Regions from separate parts of the Zea mays genome. Here all the other regions are linked to region 1. A link is a contact called in public Hi-C data. All regions are on one chromosome and are shown on one strand. The core of a region is the stretch at or near the end of the contact, and the rest is flanking DNA. Distances in the headings are between cores, read along the strand shown. Region 1 holds the start of LOC542116 (superal 1). Region 2 holds the start of LOC100275248. Region 3 holds the start of LOC100274112.

Region 1 (4,201 bases), core at 687-3,186:
CTTTTACAGCAAAGAGAAACCATTATCTTTCACGCAGTTTCTTTGATTCAAGACAGTGACAGTTCCCTACTTCTATACTATCAATCTTATTACTGGAACACCTCAGGCATAAAACACTAATCAGTTAATTTTTTACTACGATTCTACCCAGCTTCATCTCATACTTGTTCATGCCTATATGGTTGAGCCAATGCAGAATCATGTAACAGTACCATCAACAGTAAAAAAAGGTTCAAGCTTTATGCATTTACACTATTGTTCAATATTTTCCAAACACACGCTTAGGATTTAGCTGGCAGTTGGCACTAGCAGCTAATGGAACAGGAAGGTGAGTGTGGCAGAACATAATAGGCATTCATGTGGTCGACTCACTAAGACAAACAGAGCTTGGATATTACCAGACACAATCACATAAGTGCATGGTCCTCACAGTCATCAATCACAAATATATTATTATGGCAAGTGTTATTTCATAACATAAACTTACCAGCCACTTTTTTAAGATGCTACCTAGAGAAATTTCCATCGACGGCATTATCAGGTTTCATTATAGCACTGCAAGCCTGTGAACCACTTAACATCCATGATAGTGGTTTTAGGGAGTGCTATACTGCTTTAGGCATATACAGACAATAAAGCTCATTAACATTAGCTCTAACAGCTATATTTGGTCATTTGTAAGTGCAAGATATAAGAAAAGAACCCACAATATATATTGTTCGTCTTAGGCCTCCTTAGGAACAATGGATTATTTCTTGAATCCTGTGTTTTCCTGTATTTTTTGAACTAATTCCTGTGAAATTCTTATACCATTGCTAAGGTACGCCATTATTTGCTAAAGTTATCTGCTCTAGAGTACAACTCAAATCGCTAAAAAGCTTGGTTCAACAGGTAGTAGATATACATACCTGACCACCTTCACATGCAATTGGGCACAATTTTATAAAGCATCACACTCACGATTCACGATAGCAGTTCTTCAACAATGATCAAAGGCTACCGCAGCAAAACATAGGCTAAGGTCACGGGGGGCTAGGATGAATCTATCATCACCTGATAAAGCCTGAAACAACCTCTCAGCCGCGGGCCTTAAGCTCGGCGAGGCGGCGAGAAAGGTCATCCTCGTCGACTTTCTCCTTATCCTTGGCGGCAGGGATGGCGTGGGCGGCTGCCTGCGGCAGACCGACGGAGACCTCGAGCCCGTAGTCGTCCGCGACCTGCTGCATGAGGCTGTTGACCTCGGTCTCCGGCGTGGAGAGGGAGGTGGAGCCGGCCATGGCGCCCTCCATGAACTCGGCCTGGACCTCCATGTTGACGAACTGGCGCTCGAAATTGTCCATGGTCTCGGACATCTTCTGGAGGTTCCCGGTGGCGAGCGAGGAGTCGAGCGACTTGACGATGGACTGCATGGACTTGCCGATGACCTGCATCTTGGCCTGCGTGTCGAGGCGGGCCACGACGGCGTCGAGGCGAGAGGCGAGGCGGAGGTAGTTCATGTGCTCGGTGCGCTTGCGGATGGCGTTCTCGGCGTAGATGCGGGCGCCGTCCATGTTGCCCTTCTCGATCGCCTTCTTGACCTTGAGCTTCTGCTCCTTCTCCTCCTTCTCGCACTTGCGCGCCTGCCGCTGCAGCGACTTGGAGGTGAACTTGAGGTCGAAGATCTGATTCATCAGCTTCTCCGGGTTCCCCATGGTCGCTGGCGAGCTGGTTGGTGTCGCTAGGGCTGGGATGGGTCTGGGATTTGGCTAGGGCTAGAGTGAGATTAGGAGAAGAGCTGAGAGGGCAATTTGTGAAGGCTCGTGGAGGCGAGAAGGGGAACGAATGGGGATTTTTTGACGACGAGGCGATCGGGTTGGGGGATCGATTCGATTTTGATCTGGGCGAAGAGCCTAACACCACCACGCGGTTTGGTGCCAACACGGCCGTGCGGTGGCTGCGGGTGGGAGTCGTCGTGTGGCGACCGTGTCCTGGCCGTAGATCGTGCTACAGCGCGTGGTATAAACGTTATAGATCCGGTCAAAACCACTGCATTTAAAACTAGAAGAAGAAATATCATGTGTTGAGCAACTCCAAGAGTCTATGTATAATTCTAGCTAAATTTAGAGTTTCATGAGAACTTAAAAAAATAGACAACTTCTTAAACATTAAGGTAAAACAAACTCTTTATAATTCTTGTGGAAATCATTTGACAACAGACCGCCACTCGAGGTACCGATCCGACCGTCAAAGTACGAGATAAGGTACTACACACATACTGTATACTGCATATCTATCATCACAACATTATCAATCACTTGTCGGTTTGGCGTTGTTGTTGTAGACTGCGATTGCCAAGAAGAACTTCAAGCAACTTGAAAAGAGGTACCGTGAGATAGACCCAGCAAAGTGTGTGGCGTCGTGACCTATTTTGTTCTTTGCCTTTTTGAACTGTTGTACCGGTCAATTAGAGGCGAAGCTAGGGGGTTTTATTGGTGTCACTTGACCCCTATAAAATTTAAGAAATACTATACAAATATATTGTTAGCTAGTGTATTTAGATGATGATTAGTAAAACAGACCCCAATAACTTTATTTTCTGGCGTCGCCCCTGCGGTCAATCCGTGTTCATCGTATATGCAGGCAAGCTCACAGCCACGGGAACGGAGATGGTGAGCTGAGTGTGCTCACCAAAGATGATTAGCGATCTTAACAGGATGCCTAGCGGGAAAGAAAAGCGAAGAAAGAGTGTTGGATCGAGTTTTGAGCGCCGTTTTTCTATTTTTACCGATACTAATTGATTTAGCTAGGCTGTTGGAGTTGCTCTTATATGCTTCTAGTAAAAGCGAAAATCAATTTCAAGTCAATTTTAAAGATTTTTTTCTCTTTTCGGATTCTAACAATTCTATCGAGAATATAAGCCATTTTGTTAAGGAGCGTTTAGATTTGCTTCACTTTACAAAATCTAGCTTAGCTTTATAAAATTTTAGCCAAACATTCCAACTCTACCATAAGCAGTCAAAATCTAGTATGTATTTTTAACTCACTCTTAAAGTTTAGGTGGAATTACTCACATTTGTCATTGGTTAAAACGTTTTCTTTTGTTCTGTTCTTAGAAAAGATGACCACGACATTTATGCCTATTTATTGGTCGCCCGCTCGCCTTAGACTGTCTCCAACCATGCTACCTAAAATTAGAGATGTATTCAGTAATCTGCCTCGCGCCAGAGCACAAGGTCGCGTACGCATTTGTAACATTCTCCAACGGCAGACGCAAAAGAGAACCCCTGGGCCGGGCTGTTTCACTCGCGCGCTTAGGCGGAAGATTCACGCGGGAACGGCGTATCTAGGCGGGAATAAGTTACTGCGTCCGCGGGAACCACCTAGACGGCGTATCATTGGTCGAAGCTGGCCATGTTGTACTAGCAAAAAATAATTTTTTGGGTTAACTAGCACTGCAAAATTAAACCAACATCAGTTCAGGAATGTGCTTGCAGTAAAACCTGGGTAGGTTGAGCATCATCAAAGTCTTGAAGTGCAGCAGTAAAACCATTAGCCCACTGGTCTTGCCCAAACAAATCCTGGGCTTGCTCATTACCATCCGTGCAACCATCAAAATTTTATTCCATCTCGTACTATAACAAATCCATGTTCAGACACCGTTTCATATAGCAAATGTATACAGACTTGTAGATATAATAAACATACTCTAATAAGCCTAGCCAAAAGAACAAAATATGACTGAAATATCCTTTGGATGTTCGACATTGATATGGCAGCAAAGGAGAAGATAAATCACTGTCTACAATACAGATCGAAATCTCGTCTTCGATTAAAAAATCGGCTAGATCTGAGAGAGGCGGAAGGGCCAATGAACCTGAGAGAGAGACGTACCTCAGATGTGGTCGTCCGCGTCGGTTGCCGGTGACCGCGCGCGCCGTTGCCGGTGGGGGTGTGCGCCCGTCGCAGGTGGTCGTCTGCGCCACCAACTCGCTGCTCTCTTCGGCCTCCCCTCCCGACAGTTGGTTTGCCAGGGTTTGAGTCGTGGGTGGAGAGGACTCAGTTTTAGGTGCCGAGGGGTCCAGCGCCGTAGATGCGTATATAGTTTGCATAGTCCGTTGGAAGCATTTCCCAAGCGCTACAGTGCTACAAGGCCAGACAATTTGTGTATGCGTATTGTATTGGCTACTCGGTTGGAGATAGTCTTAGCCATAGAAAGCACCGG
Region 2 (4,201 bases), core at 1,212-3,711, 240 kb before region 1:
TGCTGGTCTGGTGTGATTGCAACTTCTATATAACTATGTCCAAAAATCTGTTAAACAAACAATGATTGCAACTGCTGGTCAGGCGTGCGGGACGAAGACGAAGCGTCGGTTCGGCCTGGGTGGGACGGTTGGCTCGGACCAGGTACTCCTGGCGCGTAGGTTCGGTGTGGATGCATTCTCTATATCGAATGTATTCAGGTGTAATATATATATATATATATATATATATATATATATATATATATATATATATATATATATATATATATATATGACACACACTCACGATGTTGAACAGACATTTTGAGGAGGAGGTTGGTGCCAATAACAACGACACCGACCTCCTACATGCGCCAGTTCGACACGGTAGAACGAGATCTCGACGTTATTTAGGCCCTGTTTGGTTCCCTTAGTCACTAGACTAAATTTTAGTCACTAAAGTTTAGTCGCTAAAGTACCCCGTTTGATTCCATTGACTAAACCGGACTAAAGAACATTAATTGCTGTGAATAATGACTATTTTACCCCTATTAATTAATGGATGTTTGCTATAAGAAGAAAGTGGAGAGGACAAATAAGGTAAAAATACTACTTTAGTCCCTTTTAGTCACCCCTTAGTGACTAAAGAACTAAAGTTTAGTCACCCCACTTTAGTCACTATGTTTGCTTCTTTAGAGACTAAAAGTGACTAAACTTTAGTCACTAAACTTTAGTCACCCCAAACCAAACGGGGCCTTATATTGACGCCGAAACGTGTATTCTCGATATTAATAATAATGACGCCGAGTTAAGAGGCTATTTTCTGAATTCAAACTAGAAATGACATAATTGTGTTTTTTTCCAAAAAAAGGTCAAAAAGCAAAAAAAAGACGTCTTGCATATTGTATAGTCGGTTTTGGTTGACCAATCGCTAAACAAGAATAAAGGATTATTCATTGGTACAGAACGAGCAGTCAGTCTCGTCATCCGGTTCCATTCTCGTGTCGCTAGCAATGGCATGGTCTGTGACGCGCCATGACGACGGCGAGGGAGAGCCGGTAGAGATGAAAACATGATTGGGAAAATCTCGTACTATCTCGTTCGGAATATAGTTTTTATTTGTTCGTTTTTGAATTGATCGAAAACCAATTAGAAAAGGTACGAAAACAATTTAACTAGTTTTTCAATCATTTTCGTATTTTCGTTTTCGAGTCATGATAATACCGTTTTTACTGTCTTTTATATAATATGATGTACATCTAGAGTATAATTTATGCAAGTAATATATTTTTGTTGGATTCAAGTGAATGATGAAGAGAAAAATAAAAGATATAATTACTCTGAATAATATGAACGATGAAGAAGAGTTATTTGTGTATTTTAATAAAAAGTATAATCACTTTATTATGTATTTGTGGAAATTATAAAATATTTGTCTTTCCGGCTAAAGTTTATTTCTTTCGAATAATAGAATTTACGGCAACGATAACTATTGTATATTTTGACAGTTGGTTTTATGTTTCCATTTTCGTACCGTAAAAAAATATATGAAAACAAGTTAAATTTATATGTTTTTTTCTATCGTTTTAGACCATTTTCATCCATAAGAGCCGGAGCCCTGCACGGGTCAAGTTCAATTGCCTTGGCAAGCGGGAAAGGTAAAAGATGCTGCTGCCTGCGGCCGCGCTCACACCTGGCGCTGGCAGGACCCGAAAAGCCCCCCGAATCAGCTCAGCGCCTCGGCGGCAGCACACAGTGACAGTGGCAAGCAGATTGCAGTTGCAGCGTCACATGACTCGGATTCAAATTGTATTATCCTTTTCGGAATATATACCAGCCGAAAATGCCTTTTTTCCCATACGGAGCAGGACATAGACTTTCCAGATAAAAAAACAATAAATGAGCGAATGGTTATCTGGTATGCGTAGCGCGTACGTACTATACCAGATTGATTATCACATGGATGCATTATTGTGTGTGTGTGTGTGTGTGTGGGAGTGGACGCCAAGTCGCCAACAGCCGGAACAGAAGCTACCACCATACGAATCTCTTGCCAATTCTATTTTTTTGGCGCGCTAATTTCCTTGTGAATTTGAGTGAACGAAGAGCTGGTTTTCCGTGGAGAAACCGATCGAATTGCGAGCCAGACGTATTTCTCGTTTGTTTCAGCGTTAGCATCAGGGGGTTACATCATGAACTCCGACCCAAAATATGACATGAGAAGTATACCATACATCATCTTCTTGATTTCGACGTTATAGCTGTAAATATCATATTTCCAAGTTGCAAGAAGCTGCGCGAACACACAGCAGCACAGTGACAAAAAAGCGCTGCCGCGCTCAGCGCTCCCACTGAGATATACGATCAGAACTTCGCCGTCAGATCCAGATCGAACGGTTGATACCACACGAATCCAAGCACCCGCTGACACAGGCGCAGGCAGCAGAGGGCAATAACCACAGCCCATTTCCAGTTCCATGCCGCATTTCCTTTCCATTTCTGTTGCTCTCCTCTCTTTACCCGTCGCCGCCCTCGCCCTCGCCACCACCCGCACCCGCCGCGCGGCCCCCATTCGCCTCGATTTCGCCGGCGGCGATGTACGGCAACGACAACTGGATCAACAGCTATCTCGACGCCATCCTCGATGCCGGCAAGGGCGTCGCGGCCGCGGCCGCGGGCGCCGTCAGGGGCCGGGGCGGAGGCTGGGGCGGGGACCGGCCCTCGCTGCTCCTCCGCGAGCGCGGCCACTTCTCCCCCGCGCGCTACTTTGTCGAGGAGGTCATCACCGGCTACGACGAGACCGACCTCTACAAGACCTGGCTCCGGGTACGTACGTACGTGCTCCTTCGCGCGTGCGCTGCGTGCGGGTGGGCGAGCTCGCGCTCCCAGTCCCAGTCCCTGGTGCTGCTGCTCGCAGCTCGCTTACGTCCTTCATCGCTGGTGATCCACGGGATGGGTTGATCGACCTGTGTGTGGTGCGCGCAGGCGAACGCGATGCGGAGCCCGCAGGAGAAGAACACGCGGCTGGAGAACATGACCTGGAGGATCTGGAACCTCGCCAGGAAGAAGAAGGAGGTGCGCCTTTTTGCTCTTGGTTCGTTTCTTCTCTCCCTTCGCGCTGCTTCTTATGTTCCTCAGAGCTCGTGCTCATCTCGGTTTTGATGACTCAATCCGCAAGTTGGGTTGGGCTCCGGAAAGAGGAGACGTGGATTAGATTAGCGTTTATCTGGAACTAGGATTGATCTTGGCATATGTGCATTTTAGAGAGCGTTAGGATCTGCTCCATAAAATTAAAATGTGTTTCAGTGGAGTGTTCATCGAGCTAGATAAGCTTGCGAAGGTATTGAACAGAAGTTCCACACTGATTTGGAACAGATAGCATGCCTAGGATGTTTCTGCGTTATCTGATCAAATGCCAAGATTTTCAAGCTCCATATGTGGGATTGGGTATGTAAGTTAGCTATTATTATCACCTGGCCTCCACTTTGTCGCCTTCTCCCTGTGGTTACTTTGTCAATTCATAAAAAATTGCTTGATGAAGTGCTATAATGTGAAAGAAAACTTAGCTCTTCCACTACAGATGTATTGAGATACAGCAATGATCAATATGTGTTGATGGGTCACACTGACCCCAGAATAGGACACGCTACACTGCAAAGCACAAAGCATCCATTCATATTAGTCTGTGATTGTTTTCAACAGGAACAAAGTGAGCACATAAAACAAGAATATTGAAAATTAGCCAGAGGCGTTAGATTATCTACCAAGGTTGATGGACCAATGCGTGTTTCACTGTTATCAGTGCAACCAAAATCTGCATTAAGCATGCTATTATTTGGAAAATCTGTAATAGCTGCATACTCATGTCAGTTAATGGAGTCCGGGCATATGTTGTTCTCCATTGTATTCTGGCAAAGGGCATTTTTTTCTTATAGATAACTATGAAGCATGCTGGACATCATGTTTGGTAGGAGTGTCAGGTTCACTCAGGTCGTTTCTGTGCTTTGCAACCTCAAAAACCAAGAAATCTTATCTACCAAGACAATATTTCTCTGTTTTACAGACAAATTATGACATTCCATTTTCTATGGTCAATTCCAACAATTTTTACTTCTGCATTTAATTCTGCCCCTTCAGTCTATTCACCATTTAATGCAGACTAAGCGACTGAGGCGTGCCTCGTGGTCGAAAAAGACTGAAGATTTTAATCTGTATAGTAGAC
Region 3 (4,201 bases), core at 1,037-3,536, 180 kb after region 1:
ACCCTCGAGCGGGAGACATAATCACGACTCGTCTGAGGCCAAGCTCGGGCGGGACAGGCAGTCACGACTCATCTGAGGTCAAGCCCGGGCAGCAGACGCAGTCACGACTCATCCGAGGCCAAGCCCGGGTAGCATACGCAGTCACGACTCGCCTAAGGCCACTTTGGCAGAAATGTCCGCACCCGGCCTCCTCCACCTCTCCCCGCCTCTCGCTCTAACCGCACCACGTTCCACATGTCGCGGCCTCCATCCACCTAACGCCCTCCAATCTGCCTCCCGACGCAATTCGCGGTCCCACACACCCGGCGCCTCGCCCCGAGCCTGCCTCCCAATGTCACCTCCCTCGCATGTCGACCCGACACGTGAAGTTTGGTTGATAACATCACTAAACAATGATCTATACATACACAAGTGTCACCCTGCCGGTTGATTACCTCACTAAACAATGACCTATGACTGCATAAGTATACCTGTTGCAACACACGGGCATATACCTATAGCGATGAAAATGGACGGAAAAAATCTCGTTCCGACCCGACCCATTTTCTACATTTAACCCGCCCGTTTTCAGATTTTCAGAAAAAACAGGTTCGGGATGGGTTACGGGTTGGAAGTCTGCGGGGTCGGGACGGAAACGGGAAGTACTATTTTCCGTTCGAATTGTCGGGATCTCGTATTAGGTCGGGATATTTCCGGATTTAACCCGGATACAACCCGAAGTGGTCATCTGTCAGCCATCTCTCCCGCCAGGCCCAAAGCGGCCAAGCCCAATAGGCCTCCACAGACCACGGCTCCACTGAATTGACTCGGCAGTCGGACGCCGCACGACACGGACACAGTGGACACACATCTCCAGTTTTCCTTCTCCAACCTCCAGCTTGGGCCTCGGACACGTAGGAGCAGGACGCCATTGACCGGTCGTCGTCCTCGTCCATTGCCAGATTTCAGGTACACCACACGCCAGTACGCACATGCTTACAGCCTGCATTTGCGCAGCAAGCAACAAAGCCAGCAAGCACCCCAGCAGACCAGCACACCTAGGCACCTAGCTGGCTAGCTCCTCTGTCTTGTGTAGTTGTGCTTGTGTACCGACGGTCCCTAGGACCCATCCGTTTTGGCGGACGCACGGACGGTGAAATTGGGGGCGGCACCGGGTGGTTGGGGCAGCCGAGATGCTGCTGATTGACGAGCTACGTTGGTGCCTTGTGACGAGTGCCTACGGTTTGTTTGAAGCTTTTATGCATTAATATAGATATGCTACACACTACTCCCTCCGTTTCTTTTTAGTTGTCGCTGGATACAGCGACAATTAAAACGAAACGGAGGGAGTACCATATTTACTATGTTCAAGGCACCAGCGCAATAACAAGGATTACTTGCTGGTTGGCTGCTTGTTGCTACCTATCATTTGCAATTACTTATACACGTGTATTCTAAAATGTAGGATCAATGTTGGTATAGTGATTTCCAATTCATGAATGAAGATGGCGGGCTATGAAGAAATCTTATTTTTTCTGTTGTTCAGTGGCTATGTGGTCATGTAATCATGTGGTAATGTGGACTTATTTTCTCGTTGTTTAGTGGACTATTGAATTTGGACTATGGCTACAACACCTTGTGAGTGTTTGTTTCCGGTCAATTTTTTCCGTTGAGGCAAATTCCGTCTGTTTTCGGTTAATATTCAGCCGTTTTGGTTCGTTTCCGTAAACCCGTATAAACTCGACCGAATTTCGTCTGTGGTTGTTCCGCTCCCGAACCCGTTTCCGATGATGAATTGCGGGAGCAGAAACAGGAGAAGAGTTTTCTGTCCGTTTCCGTCCGTTTTCATCCCTATATACCTAGTTACTAGCGAAATTAGCTAGCTAATAAATATCTAGCTAATTATTAGCTAATTTGCTAAAAGTAGCTAATAGTTGAACTATTAGATAGACTCTTTATATACTTTCAACTAACTAACTATTATCTCTAGTACATTTAAATACGATATAAGGTTATCACTAACTAACCGCTTATTTGTCTCCATCTATTTTAAAATTACTCCGTAGTGCAAAACAATTGTTTTGCATAGCTATATGTGTAATCTGCTAACTACAGTGTACAAAAACTTGTTATTTCACTTTTCTTCAAACAGTACAGTGCAAAAAAGTATTTTTACGGCCCCAGAATTCTCACGCGGCTCCCGAGCCGGCATCGGTGGACCTTCTAGTGCACAAAGAAGCCCAACCCGGCCTCCATGATAAGCCCACCAGGCCACCGCCGTCGCCAGTCGCTACTTCCCCAGTTCCCCTCCGATCCTCGTCGCCGACGCATCCACCCGAACCCTCCTCCGCGACCTCGCCGTCGCCGCAGCCTTGGCCATGTCGGTGAGTCCCCCGATTCCCCGCTGGCTCCCGTGCCGTCCTCCCCTCGCCCCGGATCTCGAATTCCTTACCGTTTCGCCCCCCCTACCCATCGCAGATCTTCGAGTATAATGGGTCCGCCGTGGTGGCGATGGTGGGGAAGAACTGTTTCGCGATCGCCAGCGACCGGCGGCTGGGCGTGCAGCTTCAGACCATCGCGACGGACTTCCAGCGGGTGTTCAAGGTCCACGACAAGCTTTACATCGGCCTCTCTGGGCTCGCCACTGACGCCCAGACGCTGTGAGTCGCAGTTGCCGAATTCTCCCCTCCTCTACACACGGGCTGTTGCCTTCGTTTCGGCAGCTTAGGATTTTGGGTCCCTCTGCAGGTACCAGCGGTTGGTGTTCAGGCACAAGCTGTATCAGCTGCGGGAGGAGAGGGACATGAAGCCCGAGACCTTTGCCAGCCTTGTCTCTGCGCTCCTCTACGAGAAGAGGTGAGAATTTTGCTATCGTACTTTTGGTGGAATTGTGTAGGATACTGGATAGACCTTCTGGGTAGTTGTTTTAATTTTTTATGCCCTGCCAGAGCATGGACTCTGCAAATAAATGCAAAACTTATTGGTTATGTTGGCTTATGCTCATGCTGCTGGAGGATTTGGTCATAGGAAGTTAGTGCGAGTCATCAATACCGTATACTGTGATGTGTGATGGTATTTGGGGATGCAGAACTTCGAAACTAGATCTTTATATGAAATGCTTTGCCTTTTGGACCGACCATTCCACTGACAGAGTACTTCAGATACACTTTATATAGTACATTTACTACTTATATACAATAAACTGTTAAGCTATGAGATATCATCTATTTTCTATTAGCCATGAACAATGATGTATCCAGAATTAGCTCCACATAAACCAAGTTCGTAGTCTATTTTTTAAAAATGGAGTCTTGTTATAATTAGAGTTTCATGTTGCAATTTTTCTCTTCAAGGCATAAGAGGAAACTAAATCGTTATCTGGGTAACTGAGGTAATTATGTTCATGTGCACAAAGATTCTGTTTGATATAAGGACTGGATTTCAAGCCTCTTAATCCGTAGTTGCTGCAAATTAGCTTTTATCTTCAAATACTGAAACTTTCATTGGCAATGTTTGTTTAACTTTTATCATGACACATGAAACTTTCAGATTCGGGCCATATTTTTGCCAGCCAGTCATTGCTGGACTTGGAGATGACAACGTACCATTTATTTGTACTATGGACTGCTTAGGTGCAAAGTAGGTATCTGTTTTATGCTGTTTTCTTATTGAATAAGTGCTTGGTTTGTTTTCTGCTTGAGATTATTGCGTTTTAGGGTCCTAGTCAAGGCAATATTTTCAGCTAACGAGTCTTGTGCCACTAGTTCATCAAAGTTGCCCTGGAAATGTCACTGGTATCTGGTTTGAAAATTTTGTCCTTAACATGCTGCTAATTTGCAACATTGTTCTGAAAGTGGGCAGTAATACTGTGCTAGAGTTGAACCAGTGGTATAAGACCCACAATTTTGTCAATGGCTTGGAATGAAAATTCCTCTCTGCTTATCATCTGCTTCCATTTTACTGTATTGAGCAATATGCCTATTCAAGTTTTGTTCACCTAGGAACATATTTCAAAAACAATCTACAAGGCAAGTAAATGCAATATGTTATTTAACAAAAAGTATGAAAATAAAAATAAAGCCACACTAATCAATTTTCTGAATGCTTATTAGGGTTTATTTAGTTGCCCCTCCTGACGCGAATGAACACAACACACACTGACACAGAGCTTGTTCTTCATCAACAATGCATGATGCTGGTCACATTTTGTTTGCACAAAAGA

What was found. Hi-C and Micro-C count contacts between places; a contact is called where the count stands out from the background.
Region 2: a Hi-C map of ear shows a contact between it and region 1, with 3 times the contacts expected there. The contact joins the promoter of LOC100275248 here to the promoter of LOC542116 in region 1. A contact is called at or near these places in 9 of 25 Hi-C or Micro-C datasets (bundle sheath, ear, leaf and 3 more) and 2 of 3 datasets of contacts at active chromatin or transcription factors (leaf and seedling).
Region 3: a contact with region 1 is called in a Hi-C map of tassel, with 4 times the contacts expected there. The contact joins the promoter of LOC100274112 here to the promoter of LOC542116 in region 1. A contact is called at or near these places in 8 of 25 Hi-C or Micro-C datasets (bundle sheath, ear, endosperm and 4 more).

The regions. Positions count from the first base shown.
Region 1 is chr9:99,908,237-99,912,437 of Zm-B73-REFERENCE-NAM-5.0, forward strand. It overlaps LOC542116 (superal 1), which reads right to left and starts at 1,937. Exons shown (of 2, transcript NM_001329492.1): 1 at 1,054-1,937. The coding sequence starts at 1,691. The coding sequence ends at 1,077.
Region 2 is chr9:99,665,413-99,669,613 of Zm-B73-REFERENCE-NAM-5.0, forward strand. LOC100275248 reads left to right here and starts at 2,462. Exons shown (of 13, transcript NM_001353870.1): 1 at 2,462-2,805; 2 at 2,965-3,054. The coding sequence starts at 2,575.
Region 3 is chr9:100,091,716-100,095,916 of Zm-B73-REFERENCE-NAM-5.0, forward strand. It overlaps LOC100274112, which reads left to right and starts at 2,287. Exons shown (of 7, transcript NM_001148491.1): 1 at 2,287-2,363; 2 at 2,458-2,639; 3 at 2,728-2,835; 4 at 3,529-3,618. The coding sequence starts at 2,358.